2 separate regions of the Xenopus laevis genome follow, and region 1 is linked to region 2. Evidence: chromatin contacts called from public Hi-C data. All regions are on one chromosome and are shown on one strand. Each heading gives the region's core, a stretch centred on a gene start, on an enhancer-like site or on the middle of the called end of the contact. The rest is flanking DNA. Distances are from core to core; before and after follow the strand shown. Region 1 holds the start of esyt1.L (extended synaptotagmin-1). Region 2 has its middle 20 kb from the start of myl6.L.

Region 1 (2,901 bases), core at 137-2,636, 58 kb after region 2:
TGTCTAAATCACCCTCCTGTTTCATGCATTTTATTCAGATATTTATTATTTTAAGGTAATATAAGAAATAGTTATAAAATATATCAATATACATTTTCATCAATATTTAAGTAATATTTTCCATTGAACAGAATGCTAACAATGCTATTATAGATGTAGCTCATAATGGGAAAACATCGCTTAAAGTAGACCTCGCATTAGTAAAGTATGGGCACTATATACACACTACAAACTGCCACATGAATGCATGAGTGGCAGAACACTTCTATGTAGTCATTTTAGATGTTGTAGACTTGTAGACCTAGTCATCTTCCTAAACTAAAGAAAGAAATCACTAGAGATTGAGGACATGATGTGGAAAAAACACTTACCTTGCTAAAATTATGGTAAACCATATAACAGAGCGAAAAAGCATCATGAGCAGGAGACTACAGAAAGCAATATTCCCTGCAAGCCTTACCTATGTAGTTGAAATGGGAAGTCTACCACCTACTGGTCCAAATGTGTAAGGCAAGTACGCTGCTACATGAGTCAGTTCAGAACTACAATTACATTTAATTGATTCATTTATAACGTTCCAACATTTTCTCTAAAATTGGTAATATGAGAAAAATGAGGGATCTACGGGAACAAAGAAACAATCAGCAGTGGGAAGCCTGCCGTCTGAGCTTAACATTTCAGAAATATGAGAGTAAAAAAGATTAAAATGTGCATGAATAAATCCTTTAAAGAGAGAATGCATATGATCAATGAGAGAAGCATCACTGTATGTGGCTCTCCAGTTTCTCGTAATAGGCACATAAAGAGGTTTGGGATGGGGGCAGATTAGTTCACCTTCTCAGGTAACTAAAATGTTACTTTCTGGGGAACAGCAGAATGAAATGTTATTTTGTTATTTCATATATGATCATTGAAGATTTAGTTGAACACGAAATAAAAGCAAAATATATATATATAGTACAGGTCAATGGGAGCCATAGTGTCAGAAAGGTATTGGATATGGGACTATATAGGATGTAAGTGAGTGAGTGAGAAGGAGAGACGCAGCAAGGACAGACAGTCGCACATAGAGACAAGGCAGGACAGCCAGCTAACGGGATCACACAAGTCCCTCAGCAGCAGCAGCACAGCAGACACGCATGCATTGGACAAACACTGTTCCTCTAGCTGAGCTTTCCAATGCTGCATCTGACTGTGGCTGAAACATAACACAAATAAACCCAATTACCTTGTCTCCGTCTGTGCGAAGCAGCTACACAATCAGACTCGCAGCGTCTTCCCCAGTGCCACCTAAGTGGGTGGAAGAAAGTCCCGCCCTCGAGGAAGTCGTCATAACTCTGATTGACTGGGACTTTTCTCTCAGCCGACCCGCCACAGTTATACCTCCCCTTGGTTACCTGGGCTGGAGGGCAATGGAGATGATGATGATGATGAGCAAAATAGTAAATTACGGCTCTGAGAAACGCAACATAAATAAATGTATTATGCAGAAACATAAACACGTGGGAACTTATTTTCTGGTGTATTTTGACCACGCCCCTTGTCAGGTCTCTGTTGGACCCTGGCATTTGAAGTGCAGGTACCTAAGCAGCCCCCGACCATTCCAATAACTAGTGACGTCTCACTGCAGCCCCCTATAGCCTTTGCCTGAATTTACAGGGGCCAGTCTGGTCCATAGGGTTGCAACCTTTGCTGATGGCTAAACCCAAACATGGGGGGGGGCAGGGCAGATAACATTGGGGGTGAGGCAGTGATGTAGGAGCAGGTATGATGACATCAGAGATGGTTGCAATGATGTTGGTGGAGTTATGACACATAATAATAATATTGCACTTAAATGCAACTGGCTGGATTTCTATCCATTTTGAAGTATTGATGCTCAGTTCAAAACCACACAGAAGACAACCCTATATTCTGCTTGATGATTAAGCCCAATCCTTTAATTATAGGTATGAGATCTATTATACAGAAATCAGTTATCCAGAAAGCTCTGAAATACAGCAATCTAATTTAGAAAAAAAAAACATTCTTATTTTTGATTGCTTTGCTTCTTTTTTGTATCTGTAATAATAAAAATGAACTGTACTTGATAGTAACTAAGCCATGTTGAGGTGAGTATCTTAGTATTTAAATGCTTCTCATGTATTGAGCAGATTATTGTTCGGGTTTTATAAGGCTGCCAACCGATCAGAAAGTTCAGACCCGAACAGGCCTTACAAAAAAAAGGTCCACACAGTATTGAAGTGCTCTACCTCTGTATGCTTTCTTTTGAAATCAGGTGCTCAGCAGTAAAATATCCCACCTGCCATGGGATAGGTTAGGAAATACACATGCAAAGTCCAAAGCACTGCGGCACACTGACAAAATGATTGTGTTTGTATTCATGAAGTGCTTTGGACTTTACAAAAAAAAAAGGTGGCAACCCTACTGGTCCAGCCTCTACTTCCTTGGCCATGCGCCAATTACACCACCAACTTTGCTAATCGCTACCTGAGCCTGTACCCCACAGGCCCGGGCTGGCAATCTGTAGGTTCTGGCAAATGCCAGAGGGGCTGCTGTATGGTTCCATAGAAAGTTACCATAGAGTGGGCTGGTTGGGGGCTGTTTGGGCCTCTGCGTACTTGGAATGGCAGGGCCTATTTTGACTCCCAGTCCAGGTCTGGTACCCCAGGTAATATACTGTGCCTTGCCCCACAGCAAATTCATTTTAGGGCCCCCAACATATCCAGAGGTTGTCCTGTTTTATCAGTATATGTTGAAATTGCTCTTTATTTAGGCCTCAGGGGGCCCCTATACCTCCTGTTCCCCCCTGCATTCACAGGGTCTGCTTCCTCTGTAGTTACACCCCTGGATTCTGTCACAGGAAAACAGGTTTTTGGTTTGTTTTTTTTAACAAAATGC
Region 2 (2,751 bases), core at 158-2,657:
CTGAACCTGGGTCTGCGTGGAATTTTATTACCTATACTTTCATCGTTGGATACTATCTCCCAATGTTTGAGTATAGATCTCCTTATGTCGCTACTATAGGGGTTGAATGTGCTGACATAATACATGTCGTGACGGTTTTCAACTTTTACCCGATTTGTTCTTGGACTTAATAAATCCTCCCGATTCATAGCCAATGCTGTGTTGATGGTTTCCCTGATTAGTGCATTTGGATATCCTCTATCCAGAAATGTTTGCCCCATTTTCTCCAGGTCCACCTCTTTCTGTTTGGGGTCACTATCTATGTGTACTACTCTCATCATCTGGGACTTGGGAAGTGATTCCATAAGATGCCTATTTGGTGGCTTGTGTAATGTAGTAGCGTGTTCCTGTCAGTTTCTTTGGAGTATAACCGTGTATATAATCCCTGATTGGATTTATACAGCTGGACATCAAGAAAATTGATCTCTTGTGAGCTGTAATTCAAAGTGAGTTTAACAGGCGTATCCAGTTTATTAAGATAATCAACATACAATTCCATTTGTTCTGATGTACCAGTCCACAGAAAAAAGATATCGTCTATGTAGCGCCAAAAAAAGCTACCATGCCTTTTAAAAGTTTCATGACCATATATGTGCTTATTTTCAAACTCATACATGAAGGCATTCATGTATAGAGTAAGAAGGACTTGAAAAAGGTCCCCAGGTGGGACAGAAACGTCGGATTATGATGTAAATTTTTAAAAATAAAAAGCGATTTTTCTTCACATAAATACAGTGAGTGCTGATCCTTCTTACTATATTTATATAATTTCTATCCAACAAAGAAGGTCCGCACACTCAGGTCTTAAATAAAAATCAAATATGGTTTATTAACTTAAGGACTAACATTTCGGCCTTCGAGAAAGGCCTCGGAGAGGCCGAAACGTTAGTCCTTAAGTTAATAAACCATATTTGATTTTTATTTAAGACCTGAGAATGCGGACCTTCTTTGTTGGATAGAAATTCTATATTTTGGACACTGCACCCAGGCACGTTTGCACCAAGTTATGCGAGTGCTGACTCCTCCACAGACTGATATATATATATATATATAGTAGTAAAGACCGTGTACTGCAGGGCTCAGCCCTCCACTCCATTCCCCTTAGGAACAGGCACAGGACAGTCTTTGTTCAAGCACCAACATTGATAGAAATGGAATACCATTTATTTTTTCGTTAGCTCTGCTGCTGCTGAATTTAGTAGTCCAGTAGTGGGCATGGGGGATTTTTTTTCTATATAGGCATCCATGGGTCACGTAAAGTTGCAACTTTAAGCATGTGCACTTGGGTATCTATACAGATAGTACGGCGTTTCATATATTCTAGCTATAGTATGGACTTAATGAAATGAATGAGCTTAATTTCTTTTGTTCAAAAAGCAACGGATTTGGAACGAACTGCATGCATGGGCTAACTAACAGTTAAAAGGTTGAACTTGATGGACATGTCTTTTTTCAACCTAACTTACTATGTTACTATGCTTCTCTATTATACAGACTAGTACCTATAGAGGTTGTTCAATTGTTTTCAGATTGTTCAACAGAAATGAAGACTTTTCTCAATTCATTTAAATTTTTTACCATCTTTACAAAATCTAAGTTTAAGGATTAATGATCATGTCTCTGGTGTTTGCCTGGCAGCTCATTAATGCAGATGCAGAATCTAAACGGTTACAATTTTGCTACTTTAGTTGATCCATTTCTCAGCTGTATTTGTGGAGTATTAGCAACTATTGTATCAATTCTAACAGTTGCCTTTAATGAAACTCAGAGATTCTGCTCAACAGGGAGAAAGATAAGAAACGTATCAACTAAATCAATTGAAAAACAGTTACAGAGTCAGCGACCCCCTCCCCGAGCTGCTTTCTTAAAGACGGTGAAAAATGAAACTTTACATTCCAATATTAGAAAAAGTCACAAACAGAAAATAGAAAGTAGCTGAAAAAAAGTCTTTATTTCTGGTGATCTACTTGAATACAACTAAACTAAACAAATTGTTGCAAGGTGAATAAGCCCTCTATAGGGTGAAACTGTTTATGTATATGTGAGCATAGCATCATTTGCAGTTACATACAAAATAGCTAGAGGTAAATGTGATTTGCAACTGCCCTTTACAAATTCAATCAGTTTTGTTATCAGGTCTGTGGCAGATGAAAGCAGATGTAGGAAGTGGCAATGCTGCTTCTATAGAATGCTGCTGCAGGGGACAATACAGATAAATAACAGTGCTGACATACAATGTATGTGTCTAGTCGCCTATATTGTTCCCCTGTGTGCAGACGCTTTGTGATAGACTACATAGTTCTCATACTCATGTTATCAGATGTGGTCGCTGCCTCACTGTTTATTGGCCATCAGTTGTCTAATTGGCTGCCATTACCTTCATGATATGTCAGGTGGGGATAATTGCTACTATCCTTTATTTATATAGAGCTAGCAATCTAAGTTTGCCATCCCATTCACACAAAGCACATGCACTAGGGAGGGTCCGTTTCATTAGGAACAATTGCTCTTACCATTGGCTCATTATATTTCTCAGTACCCAGTTGCATCCGTTAACTTTATTGGTCAGTGGAAAGATACCCTGCCTAGCAGTAACGTTCACATTTAGTTTGTGGCTAAATTTGCAGGTCACCTCAGTGTCAAATTGCTCAATAACTAGATAAGCTATTCAATTAAATATTTCAGCCCCAAGTAACATGGCCTGTAATAAAT

The links. A called contact is a pair of places that touch in the nucleus more often than the background predicts.
Region 1: a contact with region 2 is called in a Hi-C map of the XL177 cell line, with 4 times the contacts expected there. The contact joins the promoter of esyt1.L here to the enhancer-like site in region 2. A contact is called at or near these places in 3 of 4 Hi-C or Micro-C datasets (the XL177 cell line, the XTC cell line and animal cap).

What each region holds. Positions count from the first base shown.
Region 1 is chr2L:144,469,243-144,472,143 of Xenopus_laevis_v10.1, forward strand. It overlaps esyt1.L (extended synaptotagmin-1), which reads right to left and starts at 1,387. Exons shown (of 32, transcript XM_041582500.1): 1 at 1,229-1,387.
Region 2 is chr2L:144,411,109-144,413,859 of Xenopus_laevis_v10.1, forward strand. No RefSeq gene overlaps it. Among protein-coding and RNA genes, the nearest start is that of myl6.L, 20 kb to the left of the region's middle. Within about 2 kb of position 1,408, at least 3 of the 7 cell types and tissues checked have an H3K27ac peak or open chromatin away from gene starts, as enhancers often do. A contact at or near this core is called in animal cap, where this site is marked.